2 separate regions of the Mus musculus genome follow, and region 1 is linked to region 2. A link is a contact called in public Hi-C data. All regions are on one chromosome and are shown on one strand. Each heading gives the region's core, a stretch centred on a gene start, on an enhancer-like site or on the middle of the called end of the contact. The rest is flanking DNA. Distances are from core to core; before and after follow the strand shown. Region 1 overlaps Rab11b (RAB11B, member RAS oncogene family). Region 2 holds the start of Cd320 (CD320 antigen).

Region 1 (3,956 bases), core at 25-2,524, 97 kb after region 2:
GATTAAAGGCGTGCGCCACCACTGCCCGGCTTGCCCTGCACTTTGACCCAGCGTGCGTGCACGTCCTCGATCCTTGGCCAGCCCTTCACCAGTGTCCTCCCGGCCCCTCCCTTGTCCCTCTAGGACAGGCTGCTCCCACCCTCCAAGTGAGCTCCGCCTGCCAGCCCAATGGCCCAGGAAGAGCAGGAGTCCAGTGGCCTCTCCTGTCCTGCCTGCTCAAGAGAAGCTAAAAGCCCCTTGCTTATGTACCTGCTCTTGGATATTGTGGGCATCTTGACAGGATAGGGAGGTTGGTAGGATGGACAAGGCCAGCCAGAGGTGAGGAAGATGAGTGGAAGGAACCTGCTTCTCCTGTTTTCCAGACTTCAGAGATCGAAACCGCCTTTCCTCTCTGGCCAGTTGACCAGCTGGCCCTGTATCCTCATCCCAAACTCTCTCTGAGCTGATACCCGAAGAGCCAGGCATCAGAGGCTGAGCAGGTGGACATTCTGGGCTCTGCCTCCTGCCTACACCACCATAGCCAGTGCCAGCACGGCCTCCAGCATTCCCAGGCCTGCGCACTCCTGCTCCTGCCTGTAGATTTATGCTGGGAGAAGACACCCTTGCCCCTCTCCCTCCTCCTCTGCACGCAGCGCTCTCCTCTGCCCATCCCCACTTCTCTGTCTCGTCTCCGTGTCTGGTCAGGAACCTGTCTGCAAGTGAAGCAATATCTTCGTGTTTTGTATATACAACTGCTCTTGTAGCCTTTGGTTTTTGTTATTGTAGAGAACAGATTCTTTATACACTTTGTAAAATTTACGCCAAACCCCAGCTCTCGAACTCTTATTCTCCCTGTAGCCCTTGCACTGTTGCCCGTTACTAAAATGTATAAGCCACTTCTGTACAGAAACCTACCACTCAGCTTCTGTCTTCTTTCTCTCCACCAAATGATGCACCTGAACCAGGGCCCTTTTACGTGTCCCCAATAGTAGGTTAGCGTAGTACCTGCTGAAGACAGTGGGCAGACATGCTGATCTTGCACAGTAGGCTGTGAGATAAGGATCTTGGGCTCCAAGGAGGGGAGAGTGAGTCCTCTGCAAGTGGCTCCTGTAGTATGGAGGAAGGAAATGATGGTGACCTGAAGTGGCAGCCTTCACTTGGAACAGTTTAAGGAGAAGTTGTACCAGCCTTTCCCAAATCGTTTGTATCTAGGATTGACAGGCCTAGGATGCCCCCTGGTGTGAATGGGAAGCATGAGCATGCTTGCCACTTCCATCTGCTGCCAACAATGGACTCCTTATCTGGAGTCCTGGCAAGGAAGGTGTGCTTGATAACAGTGGGTGATGTCAGCTCTACCATGGCTGTCTTTACTCAAGAATGACACTTGATGGGGACAGTAGAGGGCAACAGTGACTACAAGGTGAGCAGCTCTTGATCTTCACTGGCGCTTCCCAGAACCCATTGCCCTTGTTCCTGTACCCAAAGCAGATAGTAAGTAACGAGATGTGTTCTTCTCCACCCCTGAAGGAAATCTTACAATCCAAATACAGCCAGCTATTCTAGAAACCCTCATCTCTAAATGAAGAGAACCTGGGGGTGTCCTGCCTCCTGATTCTGGAATGAATGTAGCCTCCTTGTGTGTGTTGGAAGAGGGAAGTGGTCAATCCCAGATACATCTCTCAGATCCAAGCTGGGCACAGTGGCTCAGACTTGTTACCTCATACTTTGGAGGTGGTGACAGGAGATCAGGAGTTCAAGGCCAGCCTCAGCTACATAAGACCCTGTCTAAGAAAATAAAATTTAAATTAAAAAAAAAAAAAAAGGAAAAACTAAAGACCCCAAAGAAGTTGGGGTGGATTTTATGGGCATCTCACAATCCAGAAGTTACCCTTGGCCAAAGCTATGATGGAAGGTGGACTGTCTAGCAGACATAAGCAGGAGGTAGCATAGGTCTAAGACTCAGCTCGCAGGAACTGCCAATGGAGTTGACGTACTGGAAGAACCAACTCCAAGTTGTCTTCTGATTTCCACATGACACTAAATATTTTTACAAAACAAATGTCACTGGGTGGGGGCAAAGGCTCTAGGTAAAAGTGCTGCATGAGTACAGCTCCCAGAACTCACAAAGTTGGACTCAATGTAAACACCTGTAATGTCAACAATCCTTCGGGGAAATGAGAGGCAGAGCCAGGGTATTCAGAAGCTCGTGGACTAGCTTCTGTAGAGGTAAAACAAGAAAGACCCTGTCTCAAACCATGTGAAAGATGAGGACTCCCTATAAAGTTGTCCTCCCACCTGGACCCTTAGGAGAGACTATTTGCACACACAAATGTGCACATAGCCACATGCAATGTGCACACACAAATGTATCCACATAGAGTATACACTGATGCTCTCACAGTGTACACACGTAAGTAGATATGCAATGTCCATGCAACACATTATATGCTTTGGTTGTAAGAAATGGAAAAATCAAGGAGAACTGATCTGGAAGCTTCCTGCCTAGCTTTCATAGTGCCAGAAGCTGTGTAGCAGCTAGAGGAGAACTGTCTTTGACAGCTCTGCCTGTAGACCCTGCTACAGTACTAACATGTTAGGCAAGATATGCCTGCTGGTGCCATAGTGGCATGACTTACGAGTAGCAGTTCCTTTCTGATTAAATCTAAAGCCCATTCCACAGAAGTGAGTTCACATTTGGTACCGTGAGCCTAGTCAAAAGCTTGCAGCTAGGGATGTTGTAGGCTCTTACAGGATGCACATGCCTGCACTCACCTATACTAGCATTGTCTTTCACAACAAAAATAAAATTAGTGCATAAGCAACTCATTTTATTGTTTGGTCAAGCTTTTAGCTGCTGTGTCCAGGTAGGGACTAGACTAGAACTAGAGGCAGAATATCCAGGGCTAAGTCTAAGCCAAACAAACTTTTATTATAGAATCGTTGGGTTTGTAACTGTCATAGTGTAGCAAGGGACTGGAGAAAACACTACAAAGACCAACACATGAAAGACAAAAACACAAAACTACTGAAAACCCTTCCCCACATGCAACAAACGGAACCTGCTCAAGAAAGCCCGTGAACTTGGGAGGCAGGAGTATCCCTTAGTTTGAGGCCAGTCTGGTCTACATAGCAAATTCCAGGACTATACAGGAAAAAGAGAAAGCCCAAGATATAAAAATGTGGGGAAGCAGGTACAATGCTAATGCACCTCTAATGAATCATGAACCTTGTGGCTTAGCATGTCTGAGTACATATTTTCCCCTCAGCTCACAGAGCTCTTGCTGTCCAGGCCTTGATTTGTAATCCAGGGTGGCCCTGAACTCAAGAGATCTACCTGCCTCTACCTCCTGAATGCTGGGATTAAAGGCATGTACCACTATGCCCAGCTTGCTTTTTCTTTCTTTTTGAAACATTATGTGTATGCATGTTTTGACTGCATGTATGTCTGTATACCACATGCATGCAGTTTCCACAGAGGTCAGATGAACATGTCAACTGGAGTTACAAATAGTTGTAAACTGCCATGTGAGTGCTGGGAATTGAACCTGAGTCCTCTAGTAGAGCAACCTGTGCTATTAATCACAAAGCCATTTCCATCTTTCCTTTTCTTTATAAACTTTCTCTTTTTGTCTCTTTATATATGTATATGTTGAGTTTGTCATGTCTGCATGGTGTATGTTCATATGTGTGTAGAGATGCGCATATACCTATGGAGAGTACCAGAGGTAAGTTAGAAAGTGTCTTCCTCTATTTGAGGTAGGATTTCTCCCAGCAAGCCCAAGCAATCCCCTTCTCCCTGCATCATCAGTGCTGGGATCACAGATGTGTGCAGGGTGACACTTGGTTTATTACATGGATGATGGCACTCAAGGTCTGGTCTTCTTGCTTACACAGCAAGTGCTCTTAGCCACTAAGCCACCATTCAGCCCTAGACTCTATTTCTAACCATATGTCCTAGTGCAATTCTCTGTCCTGGA
Region 2 (3,745 bases), core at 1,027-3,526:
CCTAAATATGTCACCTCTGAACTAGACCCCTAGTACCGAATCTCCACCAGGCCAGAATATCACACTCTTATCTACTCTGATCACCCACTATCCCACGGGACCCAGGTCCTCTCACATCCAAGGCTAAATCCTTCCCTTCTCCATCAAACCCCTCTATCCTGGCCTCCTCCTCGTAGTTTATCTAAGAGACTTGACTCGCTTTCATCACAGGGCCTTTGCACGTGCCTTCCACAACCCAAGGGCCCTTCTTCCACTCTGTATTCAGAGGAAGAGGAGTCTAGACCGTTTTGCACATCAAGCAAACATTCTACCATTGAGCTATATACCCCAGCCACAGCCCACCTTGTCCTTCCACTCTATAGGTGTGATTCTTCTTCAGCTTTCAGATCTTAGTTTATATCTTGGGCAGTGTCTCATGTTCCCCAGGAAGCTCTGCCTCCCACAAACAACAGTCCCTAACTAGTAACATCCATATTCCTATTGACTGAACACTCTCAGTGAAAGTCAGGGACGTGGCCTCATGGCCATGTCTAGTGCCTGACAGTGTGTGAACAAGTCATGTGAGGGTCCACATTGACCCAGATAAAACCTAAGCCTTTCCAGGGAAGCCGGGGCTGTTTGCTGATCAAGAGGGGCAGGCAGTGAAGAGACCTGGTACTTGGGCCAGCAGGAAGGAATGAACAAAGACAGGAGGGAGCCTTTAGAGCTTCCTACCTCACACACAGAGCCAGAGCCTCCAAGACCCCTCCCTCCCTCTCCTTGTAGTCAAACGCAATTATACCTGCATACCACACAGTTCAGAAGCTCCAGAGAGCTGAAGAACTGAATACAAGCCCTGGCCACCACCCCTTCCTGCCCAGCATAGCCTCCTCTCCATGCCTAACAACTCACAGTCCTGCCAACTCAGACCTTCTCTTCCTGACTCTGTATTTTCTTGGAATGGGCCCAGAGCAGAGCAGACCCTATACCTCTTGGGGGCAATTAATCAGACAGGAGTCAGGATGACCCATGATTCCTCCTCCCAGTCTATGTCCTCATCTGTAAAAGAGGAATACTAAGGCCAGACTTAATGTTGCTCAATAGTAAGTCCAGCTCCTGGGATGCTGGAACAAGAAGACTGCTTGGAGCTACAAAACAGCCGAAAGTGGGAGGAGGGGTAGTTTATGGGTACAGATCCATAAACAGCCAAATACAATGGTCCATACCTAATAATCCCTGTGCTGGGGAGCCTAAGGCACAAGTTGAAAACAGCAGTCCAGCCTGTGTTATATAGTAAGTCCCTGTCTCAAAAAAAGGGGAACTAGTGCCTGCCTTTAATCCCAGTACTTGGGAGGTGGATCTCTAGGAGTTCAAGCCCAGCCTAGTCTATATAGCAAGTTGCAGACAGCCAGAGCTATAAAGTGAGACCCTGTTTGGAAAAAAAAAAAAAAAATCAAAACATAATAAAAACCTAAAAACAGAAACAAAAACAAACAAACCAAAAAAACCTTGAAACAGTTAAGACCTATTCTCATACAGAGTGGATGGTCAGTAGTGGCCAGTGGTCACAATCGGGCCTCCTCGTCCTGCCCGGGACAGGTTCCTGGCCAAGATTGGGGTTCACAGGGGAAATACACTCCAGGGCTCTTCCTTCCATTCTCTGAGGCAGGAATACAAGGAAAAACTGAAGCTCTGGGTGCTGAAAGAACAGCCACAGAACTGCAGCCTCAGGGCTGAAGGTTTCGGGAAGGCATACCTGCTGCAAGAAGGTACCGGGTGACCAGCCCTGCGTGGTGAGAGGTCAAAATCAGAAACAAAAGCCTTCCAGCCCACATTGAGCTGAAGGACGGCTTGGAGGTGACTTAGGGACAGCGCAGGAATAAGGGAGGAAGCTGAGCAGAACACAGGAGAAGGCACCCATGTGGCGGTCCCCTCTGCACGCACAGAGGGCCGATTCTCTCCACTCTACCCACGCTAAAGCCAAACACGCGTGCTGGGGGAGTGTCAACGACCGATGGGCGGCGCAGCCAATAGTGAGGCGATGCCAGCGCGTGGAGGCGGGATCAAAAGCGGTGTAGAAACGGGGGTTCACTCACCGGAGACTTGGACCCGGGTATGGGCCGGAGCCGGAGCGGCCTCTAGGCCTGTTCTGAGACCAAAGAGGAGCCGCAGCACCAGGCCCAGGGCCACTGCCCGCCCAGCTCCGCCCCGCGCCATCCAACAGCTAGCCGAACTGCTCCGCTCCAGCCGCAGCCGCTCAGTCAGAAGGACGCGCTGATTCTCGCGCACGCGCACACAAAGGCAGGGGGGAGTGGCGCAAGCAAGCCTGCGACCGTAAGTACCCGAATACAAGGGTACTTTGATTTTAGGGCTCCTCCTGGCTTCTTCCTAGCAGTAAAACCTAATGTGTTTGGTGACCTAGGCCTGTAACTCCCAGATATTCTACAGGCTGAGGAAGAACAAAGCCAACCTAGGCTATTAAAGGAGACCCTACCTCAGAATAAAAAACAGGAATTCGGGGAGTAGTTCAGTAGTAGAGCACTTGCCTAGTAGTATTCAGGAGGCTCTAGGTTTAATCCCCAGTTCCATGAAAATAACCACATTAACTTGAAATAATAAACTTCTGCTGAACAGTGGTGGTGTACGCCTTAAATCCCAGCACTTGGGAGGCAAAGACAGGCAGATTTCTGAGTTCCAGGCCAGCCTGGTCTACCGAGTAAGTTCCAGGACACCGGGGGCTACAAAGAGAAACCCTGTCTCAAAAAACCAAAAATAAAAATAAACCTTCTAGGGATATAAATGAACTTAGCAATTTTGACCTAAACTTCACATGTAGCCTACTGCAAATATCACTGCCCAATGGTCCCAATGAATATGGCAGCCACACCCTGTGAACACTCCCCAGCAGGTCCCTCCTTTGTGCCACCTAAGGATTTTACTTATTTTAGCTTTATTGTCTTGATTGCCCCCTAGAATGCCAGCTGCAGGCGAACCAGGATGTTGGTTTCCTTTGATGAATGGCGAAAATAGTGAGGGAATGATGGAATGATCAAATGAGTGAACAGTTACTGGCTTCGAACCTGGACTGACCATCTCCTTGGTTCCCATCCCAACCTCATTAACTTCTAGTTCTCACACACTTGAGAAACATTTATTCTAACATGGGCCTGGTAGATTGATACTACAATTGTATTAATTGTAATTGATACAGATTGGCAGCCTTGGGTTTTCTCATCCCACTTCCACAGTTGAATGCATTGAGTCAGCTTATCCAATGTGGCTAGTGATGTTGTGGTTTCTGCTGGTCTGAGGTAACCCAAGCTGGCCTGAAACTAGTGATCCTCTCTCTTGCTTTGGCCTCCGAAGTATTGGGGATATAGTCATGTACCAGCTTAGTGTTTTATTCTTCACATTACGTTTTCCATAGCTCTACCTTAAGATTCCACGACACTGGCCGGGCGTGGAGGCGCATGCCTTTAATCCCAGCACTCGGGAGGCAGAGGCAGGTGGATTTCTGAGTTCAAGGCCAGCCTGGTCTACAAAGTGAGTTCCAGGACAGCAGGGCTACACAGAGAAACCCTGTCTCGAAAAACCAAAAAGAAAAAAAAAAAAAAAAAAAAAAAAAGAATCTATGACACTACCTCCCAACAAGGCTGGAAGGCAAGTCACTAACCTTCAAATGGCTAAGTTTCCCAGAATGTAGACCAGAAGGCTACATAGAAGTCCAGACTTTCACACAAATGGTGCTGCTTGTGGATGGATGGCC

Evidence for each region. A called contact is a pair of places that touch in the nucleus more often than the background predicts.
Region 1: a Hi-C map of bone marrow-derived macrophages shows a contact between it and region 2, with 37 read pairs. The contact joins the enhancer-like site here to the promoter of Cd320 in region 2. A contact is called at or near these places in 9 of 39 promoter capture datasets (the C10 cell line, the HPC-7 cell line, HPC-7-derived erythroid cells and 5 more), 1 of 15 datasets of contacts at CTCF or cohesin (large pre-B cells), 2 of 484 Hi-C or Micro-C datasets (the C10 cell line and bone marrow-derived macrophages), 3 of 115 datasets of contacts at active chromatin or transcription factors (the HPC-7 cell line, the NIH/3T3 cell line and embryonic stem cells) and 3 of 9 other capture datasets (adipose tissue, liver and pancreatic islet).

The regions. Positions count from the first base shown.
Region 1 is chr17:33,743,534-33,747,489 of GRCm38.p6, reverse strand. Rab11b (RAB11B, member RAS oncogene family) reads left to right here. Exons shown (of 5, transcript NM_008997.3): 5 at 1-3,956. Among named protein-coding and RNA genes, the nearest start is that of Gm17251, 14 kb to the left of the region's middle. Within about 2 kb of position 1,274, at least 26 of the 459 cell types and tissues checked have an H3K27ac peak or open chromatin away from gene starts, as enhancers often do. A contact at or near this core is called in bone marrow-derived macrophages, where this site is marked.
Region 2 is chr17:33,841,622-33,845,366 of GRCm38.p6, reverse strand. It overlaps Cd320 (CD320 antigen), which reads right to left and starts at 2,276. Exons shown (of 5, transcript NM_019421.3): 1 at 2,076-2,276. The coding sequence starts at 2,196.